Linked DNA regions of Mus musculus: region 1 is linked to region 2. Evidence: chromatin contacts called from public Micro-C data. All regions are on one chromosome and are shown on one strand. Each heading gives the region's core, a stretch centred on a gene start, on an enhancer-like site or on the middle of the called end of the contact. The rest is flanking DNA. Distances are from core to core; before and after follow the strand shown. Region 1 has its middle 33 kb from the start of Tmprss11d. Region 2 holds the start of Ythdc1 (YTH domain containing 1).

Region 1 (7,324 bases), core at 1,268-3,767, 400 kb after region 2:
TGGTCCTGTGAAGGCTTGATGTAGGGGATTTCTAGGGTGGGGAGGCAGGAGTGGGTGGGTGCGTGCAAGAACGCTTCATAGAAGCAGGTGAGGGGTATGGAATAGGGGGTTTCGGGAGGGGGGGACCAGGAAAGGGGATAACATTTGAGATGTAAATAAAGAAAATACCCAATAAAAAAGATTTTTTAAAAATTCTCATAAAAAAATTCTAGGTCATTCTCAGCTACTCAGGAAACTGGAAGCCAGACTGGGTTGTGGGAGACTTTATCTCAGAAAATAAAAAAATCCAACAAAATAATCACACTCTTTAGATAACTAGTTAGGGTAATTCTTTAGAAAACAAGGTTTCTTAGCCCTGGTGTTATTGAAGCTTTGTCTGGAACTAGTCTTGATTGTAAGGAGCTAACCAGTTCAGAGGATTCAGCAAGTCTTCTTACATGTCTGTAGCACCCCTTTCCCACAAATTTTGATAACCAAAAGTAGCTCTACACATTAGCAAATATCCTCCAAGGGATGAAATTGTGTCCCAGAAGAATTGCTATTTTGAAGGCAGTTGATCACTTTTAGAAATATCAGAAACTCAAAGAAGTGACATTGAGTATTCAAAATGTACAGTACAGTTGTCAAGCAGCAATGGATGGATGAACGAACAATACTTGTCAGTAGCTGCTTCTGATTCAGGCTCATCCAAGTTAGCTTGGAGAGTTTCTATCTCTTTCAAGTGGGAGACTTTAAGTTAAATCCCCAGAGGATGTGAAGCTGAGGAGAAAAGCAGGTAGGGGGAGGTGAAGGAAGATAGTTGTGGGTGGGTATGATAACTACACATTATAGAAATGTGCAAAACTTGCAAAGAATAAAAATATCATTAAAATCCTCCCTTGGTGCCATACAGCACATTTCAGGCAGAAAGGTATACTCTGAGCTCACTGTGTGGAGAGAGATCATGAGGGCAGGATTTCTGCCAATTCATTTAGCTTGATTATAATACACAGGAAGAAACAATATTTTATTGTCATAATCACATACATACATACATACATACATACATACATACATACATACATACATACAGTGAAATACCTAAGTAATAACTTAGACTGAAGGTTCATAAAGCAACACTCACCCCTGCTAGCTGTAATGGAGTCGTTTTATTGATTTTATGAAACATCTAGTACCAAGTTGACTGTAATCTAGTAAGTAATGTCCTTCAGAAGATGATTCAACTAGTCACTGCTATTACCCATGTCCACCCACTTTCACACTGCTGGCCTCCCAGCCTTCAGATCTCCTTGTGATACTCACTTAGTGAGTTTTCACCAAGTTGTGTGATTCCATAATTTGGTTCCCTTCCATCAAAATAGCATTGATATGACTTTTGCCTGAAAATCAGCCCCGTGCCAATCAGCAGAGTTTGTCTTTTGCTACTGCTCTGGGACTCTGACCCTCATGAACACATCCTCTTTTGTCCCACCGTTCTTCCTTTCTGAGATCAGCTTCCTTTTTGATCACACTGCTTTGTTTACTATAGAAAACTAAGATTTTTTTCAAAAGCATATATTTTTTAATTAAATTATTTTATTTACATTCCAAAAGTTGCCTCCCTTCCTGGTCCCCCTCCCCAAATTCTTTACCCCATCCTCCTGCTTCCTTCACTCCACCTCTGAGAGGGTGTTCACCCTCCTGCCCACCCACCCCTACCTCTTCTCTGGGGTATCAAGTTTCCATAGGATTAAACTCATCCCCTCCCACTGGGGCCATCCAATGCAGTTCTCTGCTATACATGTGCCCAGGGCCATGAACCAGCTCATGTATGCTCCTAGGTTTTTGGCTTAGTCTCTGGGAGCTCTGAGGGGTCCAGGTTAGTTGACACTGCTGCAGTCCCCTTCAGCTCCTTCAGTCCTTCCCCATATCTCTTCCATATTGGTCCCCAATCTCGATCTAACGGTTGGCTGTAAGTATCTGCCTTTGTCCCAGTCAGTTGTTGATAGAGCCTCTCAGAGGACTCCTGTCTGCATATACAATATGGTCTCAGTAATAGTGTCAGGAATTGGTATGTGTGCACGGGATGGATCCCAAGTTGGGCCAATCTGGATGGCCTTTCCTTCAGTCTCTACTCCATTTTTGCCTCTCCATTTATTTTAGATAGGAACAGTTCTGGGTTAAAATTTTTGAAGATGGGTGAACAGGCCCCTGCCTTAACTAGGGATAGTGCCTGTCTACTGGAGGTGATCTCTTCCTGTTAAATCTCCTCATTGTTGGGCTAATGTCTTACCCATTGAGTCCAGGTAGCCTCTCACATCCCAGGACTCTGGGACTTTCTAGAGGTTTCTCCTGCTCCCTACTACTCAAAGATTCACATTAGTCATTCTTCTGTGTAACCTCTCCCAGCCTGAAACAGGCTGATCCAGACCTTGACCTTGCTGCCACTGAAGAGATTACCTAGGGTGGAGCCTTCCTGCCTAGATGGCTCTATTGTTCCACCAGAGGCCACTGCACCTCCAAGACACTGCTACCTGCTGAGAGGCCAAGGAGATATTCCAGAGGAACATCCTCTCCTACTGACTGGCTCCAAGAAAGGATTGGTGGGGGATGGGCCTTCCCCCTTATAAGCACACTCAGTAAACTGGCGGGCCTTGAACAGAATCGTGTCTTGGTCTCCATTAATTTCTCTCGCAGTCTAGTCTCTTTCAGCCCCAGCCTGCCTCCCAGGTGTACCCAGTTCAAGTAGGCCGCGGGCTGGTATACAACACTTCTGGCCCTCTGTGTATCCCTCCTTTCTCTCGACATACCTAATCCTGTCCCTCCTTTTCCCCTCCCATCTCCCACCAGGTTCCTTCCTCCCTCTGCCTCCCATAATTGTTTTGTTCCCCTTTTAAGTGAGTTTCAGATATCCATGCTTAGGAATTCCTTCTCTGGTTAACCGTCCTACAATCTGTGAGTTGTATCATGGGTTTTTGGTTAATATCCACTTATACCGTGTATGTCATTCTGGGTCTGGGTTAACTCACTCTAGATGATATTTTCTACTTCCATCCATTTACCTGCAAAATTCATAATGTCTTTGTTCTTGGTAGCTGAAAAGTATTCCATTGTGTAAATGAACCACATTTTCTGTAGTCATTCTTCAGTTGAGGAATATTTGGGTTGTTTCCAGCTTCTGACTATCACCTATAAGACTGCTATGAGTCTTTGTGGTATCAGTGGAGCATCTTTTGGGTTTATTCCCAGGAGTGGTATAGCTAGGTCTTCAGGTAGATCTATTTCCAAAATTCTGAGGAACTGCTAGACTGATTTCCAGAGTAGTTGTACCAGCTTGCAATCCCACCAGCAATGGAGGAGTGTTCCTCTTTCTCCACATCCTTACCAGCATGTAGTGGCCCTTGAGGGTTTTTTTTTGTTTTGTTTTGTTTTTTTAATCTTAGCCATTCTGATTGTGTAATGTAGAATTTCAGGGTCGTTTTGATTTGCATTTCCCTGATGATTAACATTTCTTTAAGTGCTTCTCAGCCATTTGAGATTCCTCTGTTGAGAATTCTGTGTTTAGCTCTGTACCCCAATCTTAAATTGGATTATTTAATTTTTTGGAATTTAACTACTTGAGTTCTTTTTATATTTTGTATATTAGCCTTCAAACACATATAGAGTTAGTGAAGATCTTTCCAAATCTGTAGGTTGCCATTTTGTCCGATTGACAGTGTTCTTTGCCTTATAGAAGCTTTTCATTTTTATGAGGTCTCATTTGTCAATTGTTGATCTTAGAACCTGAGCCATTGGTGTTTTGTTCAGGAAATTTTCCCAGGTTTCCATGCATACGAGGCTATTTCCCACTTTCTCTTCTATTAGATCCAGTTTATCTGGCTTTATGTGGAGGTTCTTGCTCCACTTGGACTTGAGCTTTGTACAAGATAAATATGGATCAATTTGCATTCCTCTACATCCAGATCGACAGTTAGACCAGCAACATTTGTGGAAGATGCTTCCGTTTTTCACTATATGCTTTTGGTTTCTTTGTCAAAGATCATGGGTCCATAAGTGTGTGGGTTTAAGTCTTCAATTCTATTCTATTGATCTATTCGTTTGGTAAAAACAAATATCGTGGAGTTTTGTTGTTGTTGTTGTTTTATCACTACTGCTCTGTGGTACAGCTTGAGGTCAGGGATGGTGATTCCCCAGAAGTTCTTTTATTGTTAAGAATTGTTTTTTCTATCCTGGGTTTTTTTCTTTTCCCTTATGAACTTGAGAATTGTTCTTTCCATGTCTGTGAAGCATTGTGTTGGAATTTTGATGGGGAGTTCACTGAATCTGTAGATTGCTTTTGGTTGGATGGCCATTTATACTGTGATAATCCTTCTGACCCATGGCCTTGGGAGATCTTTCCATCTTCTGAACTTTTCTTCGATTTTTCTTCAGAAACTTGAAGTTCTTGTCATACAGATCTTTCACGTGTTTGATTAGAGTTACACTAAGATATTTTATATTAATTTGAATTTGTGACTGTTATGAAGGGTGTTGTTTCCCTACTTTCTTTCTCAGACTTGCTTATAGTTTGTATAAAGGAATGCTTCTCATTTGTTTTAGTTAATTTTATATCTAGCCACTTTGCTGAAGTTGTTTATCAGGTTTAGGAGTTCTCTGGTGGAAATGTGGGGGTCACTTAAATATACTATTATATCATCTGCAAATAGTGATATTTTGACTTCTTCCTTTCCAATTTGCGTCCTTTGACATCCTTTTGTTGTCTAATTGCTCTAGCTAGGACTTCGAGTACTATATTGAATAGATAGGGAGAGAGTGGGCAGACTTGTCTAGTCCCTGATTTTAGTGGGATTGCCTCAAGTTTCTCTTCATTTAGTTTGATATTGGCTGTTTATTTGCTGTATTTTTTTTAATTATGTTTAGTTATGAGCCTTGAATTCCTGATCTCTCCAAGACTTTTAACATGACAGGGTTTTGGATATTGTCAAATGCTTCTTCAGCATCTGATAAGATGACCATGTGATTTTCTTTTTGAGTTTGTTTATATAGTGTATTATGTTGTTGGAGTTTAGTATATTAAACCAACCTTGCATCCTTGGGATGAAACCTATTTGATCATGGTGAATGATGGTTTTGATGTCCTCTTGAAGTTGGTTTGCAAGAATTTTACTGTGTATTTTGCGTCGATATTCATAATTGAAATTAATCTGAAGTTCTCTTTCTTTGTTGGGTCTTTGTGTGGGATAGGAATCATAGTAACTGTAGTTTCATATAATGAATTAGGTAGTGTTCCTTCTGTTTCTATTTTGTGGAATAGTTTGAGAAGTATGGGTGTTAGCTATTCTTTGAAGGTCTGGTACACTTTTGCACTAAAAGAGTCTGGCCCTGGGCATCTGGGCATTTTATTTTGGTAGAGAGTTTTTTGTTTGTTTTTTGTTTGTTTGTTTGTTTGTTTGTTTGTTTTTGGTTTTTCAAGACAGGGTTTCTCTGTATAGCCCTGGCTGTCCTGGAACTCACTTTGTAGACCAGGCTGGCCTCGAACTCAGAAATCTGCCTGCCTTTGCCTCCCGAGTGCTCAGATTAAAGGCGTGCACCACCATGCCCTGCAGTTGAGAGGTTTTTAATGAATTCTATTTTTTATAGCTTATGGGACTGTTTAGATAGTTTTCCCTATGTTTGTTAACTTTGGAACCTGAAATTTGTCTAGAAAAACTTCCCTTTCATCTAGATTTTCCAGTTTTGTTGAGTGTAGCCTTTTGTTGTAGGATCTGATGATCTTTTGAATATCCTCAGTTTCTGTTGTTATATCTCTGTTTTCATTTCTGATTTTGTTAATTTGTACACTGTCTCTGTGTCCTTTAGTTATCTTGCTAAGGGTTTACTTATCTTGTTGATTTAAAAAAAAACAGCATTTTTTTGTGCATTCTTTGTATCATTCTCTTTGTTTCTAACTGGTTGCTTTCAGCCCTGAGTTTGATTATTTCCTACCCTCTACTACTCTAGTGTGTGTTTGCTTCTTTCTGTTCTAGAGCTTTCAGATGTGCTAGTTAAGTTGCTAGTGTAGGATCTCTCCAATTTCCTTGGGAGGGCACTTAGTGCTATGAATTTTCCTTTTAGCACAGCTTTCATTGTGACCAATAAGTTTGGGTATTCATTTTCATTGAATTCTAGAAAGCCTTTAATTTTTTTCTTTATTTGTTCCCTGACCAAGTTATCATGGAGTAGAGAGTTGTTCAATTTCCATGAGTATGTGGGCTTTCTGTGGTTCTGTTGTTATTAATGTCTAGCCTTAATCCATGGTGATCTGAGAGGATGTATTGGATTGTTGAGGCTAGTTTTGTGTGAGATTATATAGTCAGTTTTGGAGAAGGCAAAATGAGGTGGTGAGAAGAAGGTATATTCTTTTGTTTTAGGGTGAAATGTTCTGTATACATCTGCTAAACCCATTTGGTACATAACTTCTATTAGTTTTACCATGTCTCTATTTAGTTTCTGTTCCTGTCAGTTGATAAAAGTGGTGCCTTGAAGTCTCCCACTATTATTGTGTGAGGATCAATATTTGTTTTGAGCCTTAGCAACATTACTTTCACAACTGTGGGTGCCCTTACATTTGGGGCATAGATGTTCTGAATTGAGTGTTCATCTTGGTGTATTTTTCCTTTGATGAGTTTGAAGTGTCCTTCCCCATCTTTTTTAACAACTCTTGGTTGAAAGTCCATTTTATTGGATATTAGAATGGCTACACCAGCTTGTTTCTCAAACCATTTGCTTGGAAAACTTTTTCTAGCCTTTTACTCTGAGGTAGTGTCTTTCGTTGTCATTGAGGTGTGCTTCTTGTATGCATCAAAATGCTGGGTCCTGTTTATGTATCCAGTGTGTTGGCCTATGTCTTTTTACTAGAGAATTGGGTCCATTGACGTTGAGAGACATTAAGGACTAGTGACTGTTTGTTACAGTTATTTTTGTTGTTGGAGGTGGTGTGTGTGTGTGTGTGTGTGTGTGTGTGTGTGTGTGTGTGTGTATGTTTCTCTTCATTTGGTTTTGTTGTGAGATGATTAATTTCTTCTGTTTTCTTGGGTGTAGATACCCTCTTCATATTCTAGTTTTCCTTCTAGTATCCTCTGTAGGGCTGGATTGGTAGATAGATATTGTTTAAATTTGGTTTTGTCACAGAATATCTTGGTTTCTCCATCTATGATTATTGAGAGTTTTGTTGGGAATAATATCCTGGGCTGGCATTTGTGTTCTTTAACAGACATCCTGGACATCTTTACAGGATCTTCTTGCTTTCATAGTCTCTGGTGAAAAGTCTGGTGTAATTCTGATAGGTCTGCCTTTATATGTTACT
Region 2 (6,588 bases), core at 746-3,245:
TAGCTGCTAGTATAGAGAAATAATCTTGATTTTAACTATAAAAAAGTCACTTGTACCAGAAAATTCAAATAAAGCACAATTAGAAAAATTAAGTTTTAAAAAACTATTTCCAAATATTCTAAGCATTGGTGACGAATGACATCACAACTCAATAATCGAGTTTTTGTGTTTAAAGTGCATCTTCAATATTAAGTCCACTTCTAAAAGCAAATGATCATTACTTCACTGTGCATTGTTGTATATTACTGATTTCTAAATTATCTTCACTTTAATAGAAACTATACTGACAACTGAATTTTAATCGCTTTTGTGTTTGGTTCATCTACCATGGCAGCCACCAAAACTACTAAGTCATAAATCTTATCCTGCCAATCAAAGGTTGAAAGGATCTTCAGGTTTTTTTTTTTTTTTTTACAACTGACTTTATATAATAAGATAGTCCTTTATTCACTATCAGAATTCTTCCTTCACAGTCCTTCAGAATGTCTCGAGGAACAGGTTTAGTTTCAGAATAAAAAATAAACTGCAATGTGTGCATCGAGAATTGCTTCAACTGGGCAGTGATGGCACATGCCTTGCACTCAGGAGGCAGAAGCAGGCAGATCTCTCAAGTTTGAGGCCAGCCTGTCTGCAAATCAAGTTCCAGAACAGGCAGGGCTACATGGAAACCATGTCCCTAAGGGGGGGGGGGGGGGGAGGATGCTTATGACAAAGACAGATCTTTAAACATATTCCCACTCAAGACAGACCAGAAAAGTGGAAAAAAGCTTTAATGACTGTTCAGCCCACTTAACAAATCTCCACCTCAAATTTAATGAGCCACAAGCAGAGATTTGTGAAATGCAGGGCAGCAAGTGTGCACTATTTTCTTCTAAGACTGTCGCGATAGTCCCAGAGCTGAGAACTCTCTCAAGACTGCATCCCATCTAGACGAGTATCTTCTATGGTCTGGATCCTATACTGGCATCTGTGGTCTCTATATAGTATTTCAGAAGAAATGACATTTTATCAACTAAAATGTTTTCTTTTTATCTTTCCAAGTCTCTCTAGCCTCCACCTACGTATTCCTCGCTGAATCTTTTGAGAACTCTGCACTATTCTGGGAGATCCGTTGCTAGGACTTTTGGAAGAAGGGGCATGGGTGTTTGTTTGTTTGTTTGTTTTTTTCCTAATATCTTTCTTTCCAAAGTAAATACTCGAGGAATAAAAGAAGCGATTCTTAGCTTATCCAAAAGATCAGTGAGAAGCTACTTACAGGTATTTCTCATGATTAATAATCCACCTGAATGAATTAAACTAGTCTACTCACTAGTCTAACAATGCTAACTGTGACGTTATTTTCGAAAAAAGTCAACCAAAAAGACGACAGTTCAGAAAAATACGCATTACATCCGCATAATCCGGCCAGGAAACGTGCCCGGGGGCAAGTTCCTCAAAGCAAGCCCTCTCCCAACCGCTCCCGGGAGTGACGAGAGAAGCAAAGCCCTGGTCGAGGTGGGAGCCGCCGCAGAGACGAGGACGCCGGGCCCAGCAGGCCAGGCCTCGCAAGGAGCGGGTCACGATGCGGCCGCCTGCTCTGCGCGAGGCCCTAACCTCCCGCCTCGCCCGCAGGCCGCGGCTCCTAGGTCCCCTCGCCCGGCCGCCCCGAGGCCCCGTCCTCCACACTCACCTTTCTCCTCCCGGCTGTCGGCCGCCATGGCTGCCCTCCGGCTTCCGCCGCCGCCACCGCCGCCGCCGGGACGCGAGTCGCGCGGGCGCCGCAGACGCGGCCGCAGGCGCACGAGTCCGTCCGTCAGTCCGTCCGGCGGGCCGCGCGCTTCGACCTGACCTGCTCCACTCAGCTTCCTACGCGCAACCCTTCCTCCCGTGCTCTGGTTCTCTTCCCGCCTGGCTCTCTGGCCTCGGTCGGCGCGGGCTTCAGCCTTCCTGTTGGGGTTCGGCCACCACAGAGACAAGGGGGAGGAGAGAGACACAGATGGCGACGCCGGGCGGCGCTAAAATGGAGCCTGCTTCCTGCGCGAAACAATCCCGCTCCCGAAATGCCTTGCGCTGTTTACGCTCTGTGCCTCTCGCGGAACGTCACAGTGCGGGGAACCGGGGCGGGGGCGGAGGCGGGGACGGGGACTGGAGCGAGAAGCGGGACGTAAGAGGGCGTGACTTCGGCACGTCGTCCCGCCCCGCGCGCAAACTTGACGTCCAGGGAACCGCCCTCGTTCCAGAGGATAATCGGTATTTAGGCTTCTCTGCTGTGCTTCCTACAGCTCAAGGATGCAGACATCTCACCAGAAACGTTTGGAAGGCCTTGAATGGTTAGTGTGAGACACCATCAGAAAGGGTGTTATGTCTTTCTTTGGTTTTACGAGACAGGGTTTCTCTGTGTGGCCCTGGCTGTCCTGGAACTCACTCTGTAGACCAGGCTGGCCTCGAACTCAGAAATCCGCCTGCCTATGCCTCCCAAGTGCTGAGATTAAAGGCATAAACCACCACTGCCCGGCTATGTCTTTTTTATATATTTAATTTTCTTTTATTTGATTAGTAGTGTCTACTACTTCTTTTTAAATATTGTTCTAGGACCAGGGGTTAAGAATAGCTTTATTGTTGGGTGGTATTTGGGCTCATCTTTAATCCCAGCACTGGAGAGGCAGAGGCAGAGGCAGAGGCAGGAGGATCCCTGTGAGTTCGAGGCCATCCTGGCATACAGATTGAGTTCCAAGACACCCATGGCTACACAGAAACCCTGCTTCAAAAATAAACAAACAAATGTGTTCTCCCTCAAAGGAAGTCTGAGTTTATCTTCTAGTTAAGGCAGCCAAGGTTTGAGTAAACAAATTGAAAGTTGTGCTGACGCCAGGAGTGGTGGTGCACACCTTGAAACCCAGCATTCTGAAAGCAGAGGCAGGGGAATCTCTGAGTTAGAGCCCAGCCTGGTCTATAGAGTGAACAGTACTGGGATAGCCAGGGCTACAGTGAAACCTTAGCTCAAAAGAAAAACAAACAAAAAAAAATGGAAAGGAAGAAAAAAGACAAAAGGGAAAAAGAAAATTGTGAACTTTATTAAAAAAAAAAAAAGCTAGCTAGAAAAGGGTGATGCATACCTTTAATCCTCCCATTAGGGAGGAGGCAAGCAGATATCTGAGTTCAAGAACAGCCTGGTCTACAAAGCAAGATCCAAGACAGCCAGGGCTACACAGAGAAACCTTGACTTGGAAAACAGAGAGAGAGACAGACAGACAGACAGACAGACAGTTGCTATAGTGATAAGACCCCTTTTTATGGAGAAAAGCTAGTACAGAGGCCCTCCTGTGGAGGTGAAGACTGATGGTAAAAGATAAGAGACAATAACAAATAAGCACTAATTGTCTTCGGAAAGCACATACAAAGACTTTATGAAGATCTGAGGGGCATTCCAGTAACCAGGAATGGAGGTGAATGAAGATCTGCGGGGCATTCCAGTAACCAGGAATGGAGGTGAATGAAGATCTGCGGGGCATTCCAGTAACCAGGAATGGAGGTGAATGAAGATCTGCGGGGCATTCCAGTAACCAGGAATGGAGGTGAATGAAGATCTGAGGGGCATTCGAGTAGCCAGGAATGGAGGTGAATGAAGATCTGCGGGGCATTCCAGTAACCAGGAATGGAGGTGAATGAAGATCTGCGGGGCATTCCAGTAACCAGGAATGGAGGTGAATGAGAAGACAAGTACTGAGATGATGTTTGACAAAAGTCACTGCCCACTGGTGGTGGCATCACATGCCTTTAATCCAAGCACTTGGGAAGCTGAAGCGCAGATCTCTTGGATTTTAGGCCTGCGTAGTCTAAAAGCAAGTTCCAGGACAGCCAGGGCTACACAGAAAAACCAAACCAAACAAACAGTAGTACGAGATCTTCAGGGAAAATAACTTGGAGTAAGCCTACTGAAAGGTAGGAAGTGAAAACACCCTGGATACTCCAAAGAACCATCCTATAGAATGTAAAAGCAAGTCTACACACGTAGACTTGTAGTTTGAGCTGCTTGTCAGAATCCCTTGGATGATAGTAGAAGACCAGCCAGTCACATTTACCACTTTTGGTTTTATTTCTTGGGAAAGCCTCACTTTCTCAAAAAGTATATTCTTGACTCTCTAGAATTCCATGACCCTCATGCGTCCACCTCACAAGAGCCGGTACATCCTAGCATACTGGGGTTTATAACACTTGGATAGAGAGAAACGATCACTTATTCTGTCTTTCCCATTCAAATTGTAACTTAGAGGTACCAAAATAAGTAACTGGTAATGCCAATGTGCCATAGTCAAAGAGCCATACAACTAAGACATCACCATTTTGCAATCACTAATGAAATAAACATCACTGCAACTAGCTATGTGTAATACATTATATGTACATATAGTAATTAAATAAAACTGGGTGTGGTGGCAGAGGCCTTTAATCCTAGCATGGAGGAGACAGAGGCAGGCAGATCTCTGAGGCCAGCATGGTCTACATAGTAAGTTTCAGGGCAGCTAGGGCTACACAGGGAAACCCAGTCTTAAATAAACAAAAGACAACAGTAGAAAATCAGATGCTAGGTGCCTCCTCGTATTAGGACTTCTATCTATGGTGACTCGTTGTATTGTCAATTTGACTAGACTCTGAATTATCTAGATTGGTGAGGCACACTTGGGTGTTGTAAGTTATGGTATCTGCTCAGAAGCCCCAAGACCAAATTCTCAACAAAAAGGAGATATTTACTTGCCTCAGAAGAGCAGAGGTTAAGAGATAGAGGATGTGGAAGAAGGAAAAGGGGACAAGAGAGAGGGTGCAGGGGTATTTGTCCTGGAAGAGAAAGGACTGCCTGTAGATAGAAAACAGATGTGGCTTATAGGCAAATGGCAATTTATAAAGGGAAAAGGGAAAATCCCATATTAGAATGAGGTGTTTCATTTTAATTGGGCATGTTAATTAGGTGAGATAAAGAAAGCTTTTGATTGCTGCTCTTCAATACTCATAGCTGGACTTTGGTAGTCAGCTTTAGGAGGAAGAAGTGGCCAAATAAGTAATTAGACCTTGGTGGCTAGTTTTAGGAATGTAATCTAATGGTTTTCAGCAAGACTAAAGAAATGGTATAAAAGGGCAAGGCCTGCCAGAGCCTCCCGCTCAAGTGGGATCGTGTCCCTTCAGGTATGTCTGAGGTGTTACATAACAGTAGTTTTCTCTGACAAAGTGTGGAATAGAGACTGAAGGAAAGGCCATTCAGAGACAGTCCCACCTGGGGATCCATCCCACATACAGTTACCAAACCCAGACACTATTGCTGATGATAAGAAGTGCTTACTGACAGGAGCCTGATATAGCTGTCTCCTGAGAGGCTGTGCCAGAGCCTTACCAATACAGATGTGGATCTTTGCAGCCAACCATGGAGCTGAGCAGTGGGACCCCAATGGAGGAGTTAGAGGAAAGACTGAAGTAGCTGAAGGGGTTTGCAACCCATAGGAAGAACAACAATATCAACTAACCAGATACCTCAGAGCTCTCAGGGACTAAACCACTAACCAAAGAATACACATGGAGGGGCCCATGGCTCTAGTTGCATATGTAGCAGAGGATAACTTTATCTGGCATCAATGGTAGGGAAGGCCCTTGGTCCTGTGAAAGCTCGATGCCCCACAGTAGGGAAATGCTAGGGTGTAAGATGTGAGTGGGTGGGGTAGGTGGAGGGGAGCACCCTCATAGAAGATGGAAGGAAGGGGGCATGGGATGGGGGCTTGTGAAGAGAAAAACAGGAAGGGGGGATAACATTTGAAATGTAAATAAATAAAATAACCAATAAAAATTAAAAAAAAAAACAATTTCCTCTGAGATTGAAACATTCCATCCTTCAGGGACAGAAACAGTAATCAGAAAGAGTAAACAATTCAAACTAACTCAGGAAGTCCCTGAAATTTACCACATTCTCTAGGGTCCTCTACCTGCCAGAGAAAACAATAAAAGGCATGCGTCACTCTCAGACAAGCCAGCCTTGCAAAGAAGACTCTGAGACCAGATAAGCTGCCTGAAAGAGATTTAGAACCACTGAGATACTTAGAACAGACATTCCTTTCCAAACTTTTGAGCTGCCTACAGGCTGGGCATTGTGTCCCAGGTTCCCAGCTTTTGTGAGCTGTCACCCATGCTTGGGAGGATTTTGGTGATATACCTGTCTTTGAGTCATTTCTGCTCCTATAAGTAATCTCAATAAAACTCATTGGTTCACCAACTTACTTTCTTTGGGCTGTCATGTGTTCCCTATCTGGGGATGAATAGACATCTCCCCAAGAAAAGTTGTATCAAATAACATGAGGGTATTTGAGACAATTTACTAAGAAGGAAAGTGACTCCTTCTATCTGAGTCCCCCATCTCACTGGCCGAGGCTGGAATGGAATAAAAGGAGGACAAAGAAGGTGGCTCTGGGTGCATATACCACACTTACTTCTGCTTCTTGTTCCCTCTGACATAACCTGCTCTACCGTACCCTCTCTAGCATGATGGACTGAACCTGAGAAACCAGCAGCCACAAATAGTTCCTCCATATGCATTGTTTTATTAGGAATTTGTGAGGCAATTAAAAA

What was found. Hi-C and Micro-C count contacts between places; a contact is called where the count stands out from the background.
Region 1: a contact with region 2 is called in a Micro-C map of embryonic stem cells, with 1.9 times the contacts expected there. The contact joins the enhancer-like site here to the promoter of Ythdc1 in region 2. A contact is called at or near these places in 3 of 39 promoter capture datasets (cranial neural crest and embryonic stem cells), 1 of 484 Hi-C or Micro-C datasets (embryonic stem cells), 7 of 115 datasets of contacts at active chromatin or transcription factors (embryonic stem cells, epiblast stem cells and stem cell-derived neural progenitor cells) and 1 of 9 other capture datasets (embryonic stem cells).

The regions. Positions count from the first base shown.
Region 1 is chr5:86,402,589-86,409,912 of GRCm38.p6, reverse strand. No RefSeq gene overlaps it. Among named protein-coding and RNA genes, the nearest start is that of Tmprss11d, 33 kb to the right of the region's middle. Within about 2 kb of position 2,517, at least 9 of the 459 cell types and tissues checked have an H3K27ac peak or open chromatin away from gene starts, as enhancers often do. A contact at or near this core is called in embryonic stem cells and epiblast stem cells, where this site is marked.
Region 2 is chr5:86,799,673-86,806,260 of GRCm38.p6, reverse strand. It overlaps Ythdc1 (YTH domain containing 1), which reads right to left and starts at 1,995. Exons shown (of 17, transcript NM_001347375.1): 1 at 1,670-1,995. The coding sequence starts at 1,697.